2 separate regions of the Mus musculus genome follow, and region 2 is linked to region 1. The links are chromatin contacts, called in public promoter capture Hi-C maps. All regions are on one chromosome and are shown on one strand. The core of a region is the stretch at or near the end of the contact, and the rest is flanking DNA. Distances in the headings are between cores, read along the strand shown.

The links. Promoter capture Hi-C pulls out the DNA fragments that hold promoters and counts their contacts.
Region 2: a contact with region 1 is called in a promoter capture Hi-C map of pre-B cells. The contact joins the promoter of Nsun3 here to the promoter of Nit2 in region 1. A contact is called at or near these places in 2 of 39 promoter capture datasets (cranial neural crest and pre-B cells) and 1 of 484 Hi-C or Micro-C datasets (CD4 T cells).

What each region holds. Positions count from the first base shown.
Region 1 is chr16:57,163,853-57,170,423 of GRCm38.p6, reverse strand. It overlaps Nit2 (nitrilase family, member 2), which reads left to right and starts at 3,092. Exons shown (of 10, transcript NM_023175.1): 1 at 3,092-3,143; 2 at 4,208-4,326; 3 at 6,106-6,226. The coding sequence starts at 3,137. It overlaps Gm16892 (a long non-coding RNA gene), which reads right to left and starts at 3,055. Exons shown (of 2, transcript XR_003951893.1): 1 at 2,954-3,055. Tbc1d23 (TBC1 domain family, member 23) reads left to right here. Exons shown (of 19, transcript NM_001358433.1): 19 at 1-1,562. The coding sequence ends at 65.
Region 2 is chr16:62,781,785-62,789,050 of GRCm38.p6, reverse strand. Nsun3 (NOL1/NOP2/Sun domain family member 3) reads left to right here and starts at 2,335. Exons shown (of 6, transcript NM_178925.3): 1 at 2,335-2,380; 2 at 3,154-3,263. The coding sequence starts at 2,369.

The DNA.
Region 1 (6,571 bases), core at 1,843-4,342:
CAGGAGATGCTACCAGAGCCATAAAACAGCAGATCATGAAAGTGTTGGATGCTTTGGAAAGTTAATGTAAAAGAAAGTTATTTAAGTGAAATTAAGGCAACGAAGAGAAATATGAAAATATATTTCCTGACTCAATACTAAGCAGAGACCTTTGATTTGCTCATGGGGTGCCTGAGTAGAGGGTCTAAATGCAAATTATTGTAATCAATACCGGGATGGGTTCACTTTTTTAACAGTTTCTTTTGCATCTTTGGTTTTATATAATGATTTATTATAAAGGTCAGTTATTAAATGACTTTGAAGTAACTGGCCTTGTGCCCTATGGATCCAAGGGCACAGAATGCAGTTCTGTTTTGAAGAGCTGTTTTAAAGGACATGCATCATTTTCAGGTTTTAAAACAACTGTACACATACATATTTGCAATGTCTTCACTGAAATTTAGGGATAGAATTAGTTGAAGAGATTTAATTGCTACATTGAGTTTTACTACAATGAGCATTATCGAAAATAAACGGTTAGACTAATGATTAGCTCACTGTTCTGTTCTTAAAAAGATTGAAGTCTGTTGGATGGAATGGATGGAGATCATAGCAACTCAAAACACAGCCCAGAGTGAGACACCGAAGGTCAGCTTCCCCATCTTCCTTCCTCCAGTAGGTAATTATCCAGAGACTAATTGCCTCAGAGATAGTGAGCCTCACCCCAAGTTGCTAAGGAACAGTTAACAGCACTAGAAGTAAGTAGGCATGTTAAGGTTAAAATTAGCATTTGGGGGACAGAATTGTATCTGTAAAAATGTCCTTGGTCTTTATTACAAATGGGTCATTTGGTCTAGGCTGTTTCAAAATGCTTTGCCACACTGATTATCCTCCTTGAAATGATCACCCGTGACCACACTAATGTCCAGTTTTTAAAAGAAAGATAATCAGAGAGCTGTAGGAATTTCCCATTGTTTCTCTATCACTTTCTAAAAGTTCCCCGGTTTTTGCCGTCGCAGTAAAGTTTGCGTGGTTGGCACTTGTTCCATCCTTACTCTCTGAAAGACGGACGCCGTCTGCTTTGTTTCGCAGCTTGCTCAGACTAGTCACTGTGCTGAGAGAGCCGGAACAGCTTCCGACCATGGGATGATTTTTATAAAATCTGTCTGAAAAATAGTAAATAGAACCTGCCATGTCATAACATGTAATAGATTTTTTCCAAGGGGTTGGTTGATAGAAATATCTAGATGTACCCCACCAGTAGCCAGTGTTTTAATTTGCTTAATGGAAATCAAGTGAATGGTAACATAATTAAAAGAACTCTATTCTGATATCTAAATAAAAACAATGTATTTGAGTGGTTGAAGACATTTGCATGAAATTGCACCTTGTACGGTACTTGATATTTATAACTCTTCCCCCAAACTGTTGTATTTCATTTCTTCCATTTTCTCGACACCCTCTTTGAGATGTCCTGAAGTCTCTCAGCTATGGGACTTTTTTTCATAATATTAATGTAAAGATGTTTGTGTTACTGTTTATAAATTACAATTGTAAATAAACTGATACAAGTTTGCTCAAAACTTCTGCCCTGGAGGATGTCTGTTCTCTTTATCTGTATTTTGCCTGCAGATTAAACATTTGTCTTATATATGTACCTTAGGCTAAAACCAGTGGCACTAGGTGGGTGCTGGGGTGCTCATAGCCCCAGCTATTGAAGGAGGAAGGAGGATCAGTTGAGCTCAGGGAGTGAGGTTTCTGTGACCTTTCCCCCCTCTTTCTACTAGAGCTGTCAATAGATCTGTCACCTTAGACCTGGCTTTGTCTTCAGTAGTTGCCATGGCTACCAGGCCACTGCAGTTTCTAATGCAAGATGAAGATGGGGTAAATATGTTAACCCTGGAAGACATAAGGCCATACTGCAACCCATCCCCACACCTTCCTCCAGCGCATACATTCTTTGTTCACCCCGCTTCCCCAGTGTTCTCAGGTTCTTGGAAGAAACAATTCTGTGATCCCCTCAGGACGATGTAGGTGCTTAGATCCAAACCCAGGTCCTTTGCAAGAGCACCAAGTGCTCTTAACCACGGAGCCATCTCTCCAGCCCTGCTTTGTCCTTTTCAAACTGCTGTTTATGGTTCTCTCTCTCTCCCTCTCTCTGTCTCTCTGTTTGGCTCTCTCTGTCTCTCCCAAAGTTTGTGAAAAGCTCAGCCCCACTGAAGACAGCTGACTAAAATTTCTTTTGGGGATCTGATCTGCAGGCTTTCTTTCCTCTTGTCAAGCTCTCTAATCCCCTTGGCTCCGTGCTCTGCAAATGTGACAAGGTATAGACTTTAACTTGCAAGCACTGCAAAGCTTAGAAAGCAATGTCACTAGCTGGGTGTGTTGCTACAGGACTCAATCCCTGCACTCAGGAGTGGGAGCAGGAGGATTAGACGTCAAGGTGAGCCTTAGCTACATAGCAAGTTAAAGTGCAGCCTAGGCTACAAGAGACCCTGTCTGAAAACCGGAAAAGCTCAAAACAAAAATAAATATTTACATAAATGATAATGAATAAAAATTAAATAATAAATACAAAGGTCAAATCGTAGAATACTGCTTAGCACCAACTCTATCTCTTTCCCCAGCCCAGTTAGGAGCAAGGTTCTGAAGTCCTGCTAGCCTAAAACAACCAGGTGCACTTCCTCAAGCCAGTCAGCATGGAGCATCGTTACCCTGGCCACTGCCATGATCTAACCTGAAATTTATGTCCTTTGTGCCACAAGTAGGACCTTTCTACCCCAGACCATTTATGGCACACTACCATAACGTAGGCTTCTCTTTTTTGACTTTGCTTTTGAAGGCCCTATATAAAGAATTTGTAATTATCACTTCTTGGTGTATGCAACCGCAAAGGGTGAGCCATTTTTAGTACGGTGCCCAGGCAAGAATGTAGACTGGTACTGAATGTGCACAAAGTCGGAGGCTTACTCACCTACATTACAGCACAGCACAAAACAAAACAGTAAAATCCTCAAAGCTCATCGAGGCTCCGCCCCTCGACCCAGCCCTTGACCACGCCCCTTCTGCGCGCGCGGCTCGGCCCCGCCTTCTGCACGCTGCGGAGGAGATTGACTGGCAGGAGTCCCTGTGGCCTGCGGTGCACCGTGGAAGAGCCATGTCTAGTAAGTGGCTCGTGGTCTGGTTGTCCAGCTCCCAGCGGGAGCGGGGTCCTCCGTGCGGCGGTGCAGATGAGCCGGCTGGGTCCTTGCGTCCCCCGGTCAGCCATGCCGGTGGCTCTTGTCACCGGTGTCCGCGGCGCGGCGAAGCCCAGGGGCGGCTGGCCGTGCGAGCACAGGCCTCCGCGCGGGGCGTCCTGTGCTGTCGGAGCTGGTCAGCTTGCGGGTTGGGTGGTGGTGTCCAACTCGTGGCTCTGACTTCCTCGCCTCACAAAGCGGTGGATAATCACACCTCACTCCGCAGTTCCTCGTCTGTAAAAGTTTATAGTTGCACTGTCCTGGCATATTCATGTAAATGTTGTTCCCGTAATAGGCCCGTCACTCGAGGTGTTTTCGTGCCCTCCGCCCCGACTTGTTCATCTTCAAAATCATTAATCGCTTTCCGGAGAAGGGGAAGCAACAAGTCTTGCACACGGAGGACCCCAGTGGAGGGGTTTTCCTGCGTAAGCCTGCAGAGGGCGCTTTTGCACCGGCCCCTAACCTGGGTCGGGACCTTGTCCATATTGGGTGGCTTTTGGAAGAAGCTAGAAACAAAACTATAGTTTTATTATCCTTTCCTGCCTCAGGAGCAGAGGCAGTCTAACTTCCTAGGGTTAGGGGAGATATTAGTGAGTTTCTGTGATACTCTGGTGACAGCTCAAGGTCTGTTAACCTGAAAATAATGCCAGGTTTTGGTTTCATTTGTTTTTATACAGATTCTGGCACTGTTCAATTAAGAGGTGTTAGGGGCTAAATGCCTTTTTTTTTTTTTTCTCTCTCATCATATTTAGGATAAGCCAAGGAATGAGCGATCATAGTTTTTATACTTTTAAGGAGAGCTTCGGCCTTCTTCAGAAGCCAGGTTTTGTCAGTGTTGTCGATATACCCCTTTAGATTGCCAGTAGTTGGGTCAATCAAAAACCATGTTCAAATACTGCCTGATATCCTGTTTGAGAATCCTGGCCCTGGGTGAACTTAGTGGGCAGATCTGATGACTTTTTTTTTTTTTTTTTTTTTTCTTTTTTCCCCAGCTTTCCGCCTGGCCCTCATACAGCTTCAAGTTTCTTCCATTAAATCAGATAACCTTACCCGGGCTTGTAGCCTAGTGCGGGAGGCAGCAAAGCAAGGTGCCAACATAGTTTCTCTGCCTGTAAGTATCAGGGCAGCCTGCCCATTCTTCAGGAGCTGTGGATCCACCACAGTACTGCGTGCTGGCAGTGGTCCTCTTATGTCCCACCTCCAGCAATGCCTTTTGGAACCCTAATATTGTTTCGTATTTGTCTCATCTTTCACAAAGACTAGTAGCGACCTTTATCATAAGATGTCAAACGTGGTTACAAGTTTTGAACAAGATCACCTCCCCTGTTCAGACAAGCAGTAAGAAATCCATGGGGGGCTTCCTTAAAGACTCACTCAGGGCCTGTACAATTACTTGGTACCTTACCTAAGTCAGGCTTTTTATTGTCGTGTTTTAGGTCAGACCACATTGCTTTAGTACTGTTCAGTTTTTGAAAAATTGTCTCGAGGTTTGAGTTGAAGGTTGTATCATATTTGGTGGTAAGTACAGCCTCGGAGATCCTGAATGACCAGGGATCAGTTAGCAAAGGGAACACTTTGAGGAGCCAGAGGTCAGTTCCACAGGAGCAGTCTTACTTTGTTGTTTCAAGGCAGGCTTTCTCTGTGTAGCCCTAGTTGTTCTGTCACTTGCTCTGTAGCCCAGGGTGGACTCAAACTCAGAGATCCACCTGCTTCTGCCTCCAAGTGCTGGGACTAAAGCCCTGTGCTCCCACTGTCTAACCACTCTGTTTTTGAGGTGAGGTCTCTCACTGGGACTTGGGACTCACAAGTAAGCTGGACTGGCTAGCCGGCAAGCCTCGGAGAGCCTCTCCTCACTCCTCCGCTGGTGTTGGAGTTATGAGTGCATCTCCTCACGCCGGGCTTATTTTACATGTGTGCTGAGCATCTAAGTCATGCCCTCATGCTTTTGGGACAAGCACTTTACTGGTTGAGACATCTCCCAGCACAATCCAGTCTTCCTTTTTAGATCACTGTGTAGCCATGGCTGCCTGGAACTTACTATATAGAACAAACCTGATGTTCTCTGTGCATCAGTTACAGGACTCATCTGTACCTGGCACCTAACCATGGTCTCTTGTTAGTTGATGTTGTTGAGATGAAGTACAAGTCTAGGAGGGAAAGTGCTTGGAGTTATGTGCGTGCTTGCTTAGCTCGCTGACTCTTGACATGCTGGTCATTTTTAGCATAATGCCTGGTACGTAGACACTGTTGTTAAATGCAAAATGAGTGAACTTAAATTGATATCCGGTAAATGTTTACCTGTTGTTTTCTGACATGTCAAAGGACTGCAGAAGGCAGACGTGTGTTGTATGCAAGTATTAGTGTCTTTGTCATTTTTGGTGTCTGTGTCCCAGCCCTGTCTTTGTTTCATCCTCACCCACTTTTCCTATCCATGAGAGACATCATAAAGATGTCATAAAAATGTCAGAATGGAGTTAGAAACAGCTTATTTGCAGTTAATAAAACAGTTTAACTTCTGTGGCTTTCAGAACTTTTTAATGCATAACTTTTATTGCTTTACATAATAAGTGGTATAATTTTGAGCTCTAGACTTCACCTCAGGATTCAAAAATCACAGAGTAAACATGATTTGTGATGGACCTGGATGTCCAAGAACTGGTAATCCACAGGCTCCAGGTCTAGCCTTCTGCCAGGTTACCAGTCCCCTGTCCTCGCCTGGGCTGGTTGCCTGTCTGCTTTCCATTGAACGTTCTTTAGCTTTAGTTGAATCTTTTCCTGCTGGTGTTTTCTCCACTCCAAGCCGAATGGGCAGTGCTGTGTTTCTACTTTCTGCAGATCTTTAAATGGTTTGCCTGGTTTCCCCCTTTTTCCTTCTCTAACATGACTCTAGGAGTGCTTCAATTCTCCATATGGAACAACCTACTTTCCTGACTATGCAGAGAAGATTCCTGGAGAGTCCACACAAAAGCTTTCTGAAGTAGCAAAGGAGAGCAGCATATATCTCATTGGAGGTACTTCTTGCACCTGGTGTAACACCTAAATATTAAAAAGGCTAGAATGACTTCTGTTATATTTAAACATTTTAGCCCTTGAAAAGAATGAGGTTGCCAGGAGTAGTGGCATACACCTATGATCACAGCACTTAGGAAAGCTGAGGCAGGAGGATTGTAAATTCAAGGTCAGTTTGGGATACACTTCAAGATATACTAAGTGTAAAAAATGCAAGTTTGTGTCTTAACATTTCTCAACTAGGGCCCGTGGGATTCAGTTTTGTTGTAAGACTTGATGGATTTGAGCAATGAGGAATTCCTGATTTTGCTTGGAAGTTACATATTAACTGCTGCTCAATATCATGA
Region 2 (7,266 bases), core at 1,086-3,585, 5.6 Mb before region 1:
CAAAGGCTGTCAGTTTGCTGGAGTAGACCTCCCACTCACAGCATTATTTTTACCTTTTTAAAGGCAGTCCCAACAGGAGATACCGAGGAGTCAAACTTGTTAGAACATATTACATACATATATATGTACATATGTGATCTCCACATGATATATTTTATGTCCCCCTATAAAGGGAAGTTTAAGACAACTAAAACAATTAAAAAATGAGGTCATATTTATGTGTTCAAGCGCTGGATTGTCAGCTTAAATTTCTGTACAATGCCCAGAGACCCCCTACACTAAGAGGAGGCTCACCTGAACTGAAATAGCCTCATTGCCTGATTCCAGGCAACTCTGTGGGTTTTAGTTTTAGTTTTGTTTTTTAGGGGTTTTTTTTTTCCTTCTGCCATTTGTCCTAAGGAATGAAGATCTCTCACAGTACCAAACAGGTTTTCATATCCAGTGGGCCCTTAACATTTTGCCAACATAAACAAGAGTTGTAACATGACTTGTATAAGTATGAAAATTCATAATCATTGAAAGAAAAAAAATAGTGTGGGAGTAGTTCTTGGTACATTGTTTGCCTAGCATTCACAAGGCTGTGGGTTCAACCCCTGGCAACCCCATAAATTAGTCATGAAAGCATACCACAGATAACCCCAATACCTTTGAGGTGGAGGCAGTGGGATCAGTTTAGGTCATCCTTCCTTACATGGTGAGTTCAAGGCCACTCTGAACTACCTGAGATGCTATCTCAAAACAATATTAACAAAGAAACAATAAATTCTTATATTTGGGGTAGGTTGTTTCTTATACCATCAGTAGCTCAAAACAAGTTGCTAATAGATCTGACCTTTTGAAGTTTAACATCCTAATAGGAGTCTACCTCCTATTTTCTAGGTCTTCTTTCACTGCAAATATAAATCTAGTATATTTACTAGTAGGTGCATTTTATAGTGAACATAGAAAATGCACAAAATCTCTGAATATAACAGCTAAAGAGTAAATGAATTACTTTTTCTCAAATATAGAACAGGTGTGTATTCATGTAGTCATTTGCATACCAATTATTTTATTTTATACTGAATCAAAATTCTAACACACTATAGATTACTGAGGAACTTACAAAAAAATAACAAACAAACAAAAAATAAAACCAACTAAGCTTTAAATCACATTCGTGTAGAAGACATTTCCTTTGTATAGGATTTGGAGAGTCCAGCACCTACCTATCGCATATCCTATACTGATACTTTGAGCATCGAGTGCCATCTCAACGTGAAGATGCCTAGTTACTATAGGAGACCAAATCATCTCTGAGACATTTCTGGTTTGTTACCAGAGAACAAGGCAAATGCTAATGAGTGGTTATTCCTAACAATGTCAACACTGATGCTTGAAGTAGGCCAGGGCCTTGGTGAGTCCTTCCTGGTCCTTGGGAGTGTGGTCTTAGTGCTTGGTGAAAACAGGTATTATTCAAGTACCAATGATGTGACAGTTCTTATATCAAAGTCCAGCCACCTATAATAAATCAGCCTATTTAAAAAACAAAATTGAAACTGGAAAGCAGAAAAAGGCCGTTTATTCAAGGTGACCACATTGGGAAGAGGAACAAAGACATCCAGTGGAACCCCGTACCCAACCTCCGCCCGTGTCTTTGGCCATTGTCATCCGGGTTCAATCTCACCCTGTTAGAAGACGCTCTGACATTTTAGAGCTGTTGGAAAGCTCTTTCCAGAAGACAAGTTTCCCTATGGCTGTCCCCTCTTTCCTTCTCTCAGCCTGATACTTTGGGTCCATTCTTTCAGAGGCTGATAGATGGAGACCTGAGCATGTCTGGAAATATCTGCATCCCTGTCGAGCTGGCTACAGAGCATGCTAACGGCCAGCCCTCAGCACATGCCCGCAGTCTCAGTGGGGGCAGTCGGTACTTCCGGTGTAACATTTATCACTTCCCAGTTTGAAGATAGAGTGACTCGGGCAAATGTAAGGAGAGGCGCGATTTAATCTTTCTACCGCTTTTCTCATCGCGGGGTTCGGTTTTGTAAACCAGCAATGCCTGTGCATCTAAAACACTGATACAGGTCTTCTCTCGACCCCATGAACAGAGACAGGAAGGGTGACTCTGTAAACCAGCACCCACACTCCACCCTTCGCTCGGGGTTCGCACCCCAGCAGCTCCGGAGTCCCCAGAGAGCTTTGGCTCCGCCTCTTGCAGGACCTGAGTCTCCCGCGAGATTTTTGTCTACAATCTCGCGAGACCGGAAACAGGAACTGCGAGCCAGCCCATCTGTGACCTCCTCGCAGGACCCGGAAGTATGGCGTTTCTTCGTGTTACCCCGCGCGAACTCTAGCGGAGACCCGTAGTTGGCGAGCTCAGGCGGGGACCATGCTGACTCGGGTGAGGCTCTGGCGGTCGAGCGCCCCGGGCTGAAGCCACCGAGAGGCAGGGTGGACTGGGATGGGACCCGCACTGCCCACAGCCCGGAACCGTGCTGAGTGTGTTCCTGGTGCTGCTGCTGTCCCGCGGGCCGGCGACATTGTCACTGCGAGCTTTCTCAGCCCTGGGTGCACCCCGGTGATGAGGGGAGAGCCAGAAAGTTGGGGCGATGCTTATTTCCGTAAATAAACTTTGGAATACTTTTTTCTTTACAGTCTTACTTTAAAAGACAAACAACAACAACAAAACTTTTATGGCTTCTGAATTTTTTTTTTTTTTAGCATAGATTCACCTCTAACACTTGGTAATTACCACTTCGAGAAAAACCATGAAATAATTTTGTTACAAGTAAGGAGTTGATCCAACGGCAGGAACTGACATTTTAAAAATCAGGAAGCCCCACTCCTGACTAGCTATTATTGGCAGTAGCTGGCTTGAGGCCGGGAGAGAGTTGTCTTTGGGGTATGGCTCCACACCCCCATGTGCATAACGACAGCACTAATTGTTCCCGAGTGGATTTTTTAAAAGGACATGAAGTTGGAAGGGGAACACACAGTGGGAGTCTGGGTGGAGTTGGAGTGGTGTGGAGACGTGTTTATTAAAGTATGTTGTAGACAGGTATGGAAGTCTCCACGAATAAGTAGAGATATAAAGAAAATTTAATGTCACTGTCAACTTTCAATAAATATGTGATATCACAGTGTGTTGTCAGCACCTTTTTCTTATCATCATAGCTGAAAGCAAAATCAGAGGGGAAGCTTGCCAAACAGCTATGCAGAGTTGTGTTGGATCAGTTTGACAAACAGTATTCGAAAGAACTTGGGGATTCCTGGAGTACAGTAAGGTCAGTATGGTTCGTCTCTTGATATTTTGTGAGAGGAAAGGGAAGTATGTAGCAAATACCTCCTTGAGAGTGGCACAGTCCAGGAGGGAGGAGGTGACTGTACATTTTATGTGTGAAGGAATCACCTGGCATGTAGAAATGTGGGGCAGATAGTAATGCCCTCTCAAGCACTTGGCTTTTATCTGTAAAATGGGGAGGCACCACATTTTAAAACAACGCTGTAATAAAAATCCTAACTTGGAAGAAATTTAACTTAATGAAATTCAGGTAATACCAAGTCCTTAAAGTCAGTGTTCCTCTATCTTAGCTAAAGTCAGGCTTTATTTGGCAATTATTGTCACCATGCCATCTGTATGTGGAGCACATGTGCACATGGACAGACCAATCTAAATAAGCCTAGCATGCATGAACATGGCCAAGTGGCCATGGTGGAACTGGCGGGGAGGGAAGGCAGTTGGCATTCCCAGAGCGGGGACTAGACTGTAGGTTGTCCTCTGACCTCTGTGTTCAGCCGTACTCCATATCTCTGCAATAAACTCCATGACTTCTTTAAAAAAAGTGACAAATATGATTTGTGTTTTGATGAGTCTGAGCTGTTGATCGGAATGGTAGTGAATGGGGATTTGTATGGAATGCCTGATTGGTATATAAGATACCCCCTGGAATACAAAGAACAGTATAGTCCTCCTCTCTAGTTTACATGCAGTCTATTCATGGGAGAAGTCAATGGGAGGGGCACCGTACCATTCCAGAAACATGCATCAATAATAGGGCATTTGATTTATTTCAGTGTGTGGGTACCAGTGACAGCCACTGGTGACTTTGGAATTAACTTGACAAAAGGAACCAGACATTCAGGGCTGAGGGAAAGTTGCCAATCTGTTTTGCACAGCAGAGATGAAAAAGCGGTATGACTGGATAGTCTGAAAGTTAGCTCAGAAAGTAATGTCTCCGATGATTGTTTTATACCATCTCTTCTGAGATGAACTCAGTAGGTATGTCTTTTCAGAGAACAACTTTAAGCATAATTTGGAACAAAGAATAAAGATAAGCTGTGAAGTGGGTCAAAAATGATTTTAGGACATTAAGATATTTAGGAAACTTATAAAATGAAAAGGCAGCTGTTATTTCAACAATGCTACATTTTATGAGTTTTCTATCAAAATGTGAATAATAGTGTATATAATGAATTCCTAAGGATTTTAGTATGCGAAGGTATTCATTCATATAGACTATCTAAAGAACCACACACTTTGCATTTGTAGGTAGGTATTGTGTTCAAATAATACCTACTTAAGTACTTTATTTTTCTTCTGAGGCTATAGTGTAGAGTTAAAGTCATTTACCTAAATTCATTTAGCTGCTTAGTAGAGTTGGAGCTTTTGCCCAGTCTGCCTGAGTCCTGATTGATCTCCCACTATTGACAGCACTGTGCCTCATACGTAGGATATAATTAGCATACTTGGATGATTTAAAACAAAAGATTTGCAAGAAGTATTTTGTCTGAAGGCTTTTTAGTAACCTGGCTATTCATAACCTGCAATGACTTGATTTTCTACTTCGTATACCCAGAAAGACTTATAAATTACGATTTGACCCTGAACAAAATGAGCAGTGAACCTCAAAGCCATGTAATTAGCTGTGCCTTCTGCTCTATCTACCTTCTTGGTAGAATTTCATGGTAATTTAAGTTTTGCATAAACATGTACTAAATTTGCCATAGGCAAAATAAAAGCTTTCTTAGAAAGGCAGACCCTGGAAGGTGGCCTAGGGAAGTAAGGACGGAATTATACGTTTGTTTTATAACTGTTTGCAAACGTAATGCTACACTTCATTTAAGCACTTTTACTGTCAGCAGTCTCCTCCCTCCTCGTCTGGGAAAGAAAGAACTGCTCTTTCTCAGGTCTCTGTAGCAGTGGGGAGGTTTGCTTTCAAGTTCTATCACTGAGCTTTCTTTGTCCTTACATCCAGCTCGTCCCCTTCAGGGAAGTCTGTAGCAGAACTGTCATCTTACACTATGCAGTTCCTTTCCAGACCGAGGCCATTGTTTTCTGTTTTCGAGCCATTCCTCTTAGTTCTCCCCTTCAGTACACTTGAGTGCATGTTATTGTCTTCTAAACCCATGCTGCTTTCAGGATGGACTTGGGTTCTCTCCTCTGGAGGCATCACTGAGTCTCTTTCCTTACTCTACTCTGTCTTCGTAATAAAGAAACTTTACTGGGAAGTAGGTCTGAGGTTTTCTCTTACCTCCTTAGAGGTGGTCTCTGAGTCCTTGAAATGTACTGATAATGTCCTGATAAGAGTCAGACATTTATTTACCTGGAGGTTTGTGCTAACCCTGCTAGTATAACAAGGGAGCTGTAGACCACAAATTAGGAAACAACCTGCAGAAGAGTTGGTGTCTAATTAAAGTTGACTGGTATGGATGGACAGTCAGTTGAGTCTCTGACAGAATTCCCAAAGAGAGCTGGGTGCCTAGGTTTTGTGAGCATCATTGGTCAGCAACGTCACCTCCCATTGTTGAAAACTCTGCTTCCTCACTGTCAGGTCACTGTGTTCCCTCCCTTCGTGGCATTGCGTTTGTGGTGATTGATTATTTTAAAACCAACACCAGCCCTCTGTGCATCCTAGTGAGGTATGGTAATTTCCACTCACAGAGGTCAAACAGCTTGTGAGTGAGTACCTATCCTGTATCTGGAGGGGGCTTGTGGATGCTTCGTCATCACTCTGCTCTGCTGCTCCTCAGTGCTTCCAGGCTTCACTGTGTTGCGCTGTCCACCCTAGGCTACCTTCCATGCTCTGCCTTTCTAAGAGAGCGTCACGACATGCAGTGTTTCACCTGAACCAAGCGTCTTAGGGGTGAAGAGGATCCTTTGTGCCTTAGGTACTAGATATTCTGCTCCCTCCTTTGCTAGAAGAGTGTGGGTTCAAATCTCTCAGCATATAGCATATAACCTAGATAAGTTATGAAAATCTCTACCACACTGTCCTGATCTGTAAAACAAGCAAAATAGTATACATTCCACATAGTTATTTCAGAAGAGAATATAAATTTCCATAAATACACCCATGGTTCTCACCCTTCCGAATGCTGTGAGCTTCCTAATGCAGTTTCTCATGTTGTAATGACCCCCTAACCATAAAGTTATTTTTGTTGCGATTTCATAACTGTAGTTTTGCTACTGTTATGAATGGTAATATAAATATCTGTATTTCCCAATGGTCTGAGGCAACAACCCCTGTGAAGCATTGCCAGGAAAAGGTAAGAAGCAGCCCCTTGTTAAAATCTCTGAAGGAAAAAAGAGGAAATGCCTTTGAAACAACTTTAGCGTTTCCATGAGTCCTATGTTTCTGCGACCAATCCTCAAAGTGGTCCTGTGAACTCCCTCTAGTGGGCGGGGAGGACATTAGTAAAAGGATTGTTAATTCTTCAACCCTGGAAATTCAGTCATAGCTACTGTCAGCTTAGCGTCATCACCAAAGACGAAGGTTTGTACAGAATAGCAGGAGAAAGAGAGTGTCACAGGAGAGCTAAATAAAGATTGCATTACCAAATATGTCCAATATGTCAATTTTCAACATCTTCATGTTTTAAGTGCTAGACTTATTAAAATAGTAATTACAGAGTTTAAGATATAACTTAGTATGGAGTGCATAGTTGGCATCTGTGAGACTCTAGGTTTCATCATGGACACCAGAAATAGAGTAAGAGGAATAGGTATGAAATCATAAAACTCATTTCTTCGCATTATCAGAAGCTCCAGCAAATACTAGTTATTGCTACTGTTATGGACCCCATATGACAGGCAAGCCGACGTAATGACTGCTGGTCGTGTGACGTCACTGACTTTCTCAAAGGTCAGTCGTTCCTGTGTACAGGTTTAGCTTACTATACTTTAATGTCACTTTATATAAAATGTAGCTATATGAAAGTTATACTGTAAATAGGTAATAGCATATGGCTAAAGCATGGTACTTAGTTAGAGAATGAATGAAGCTTAGC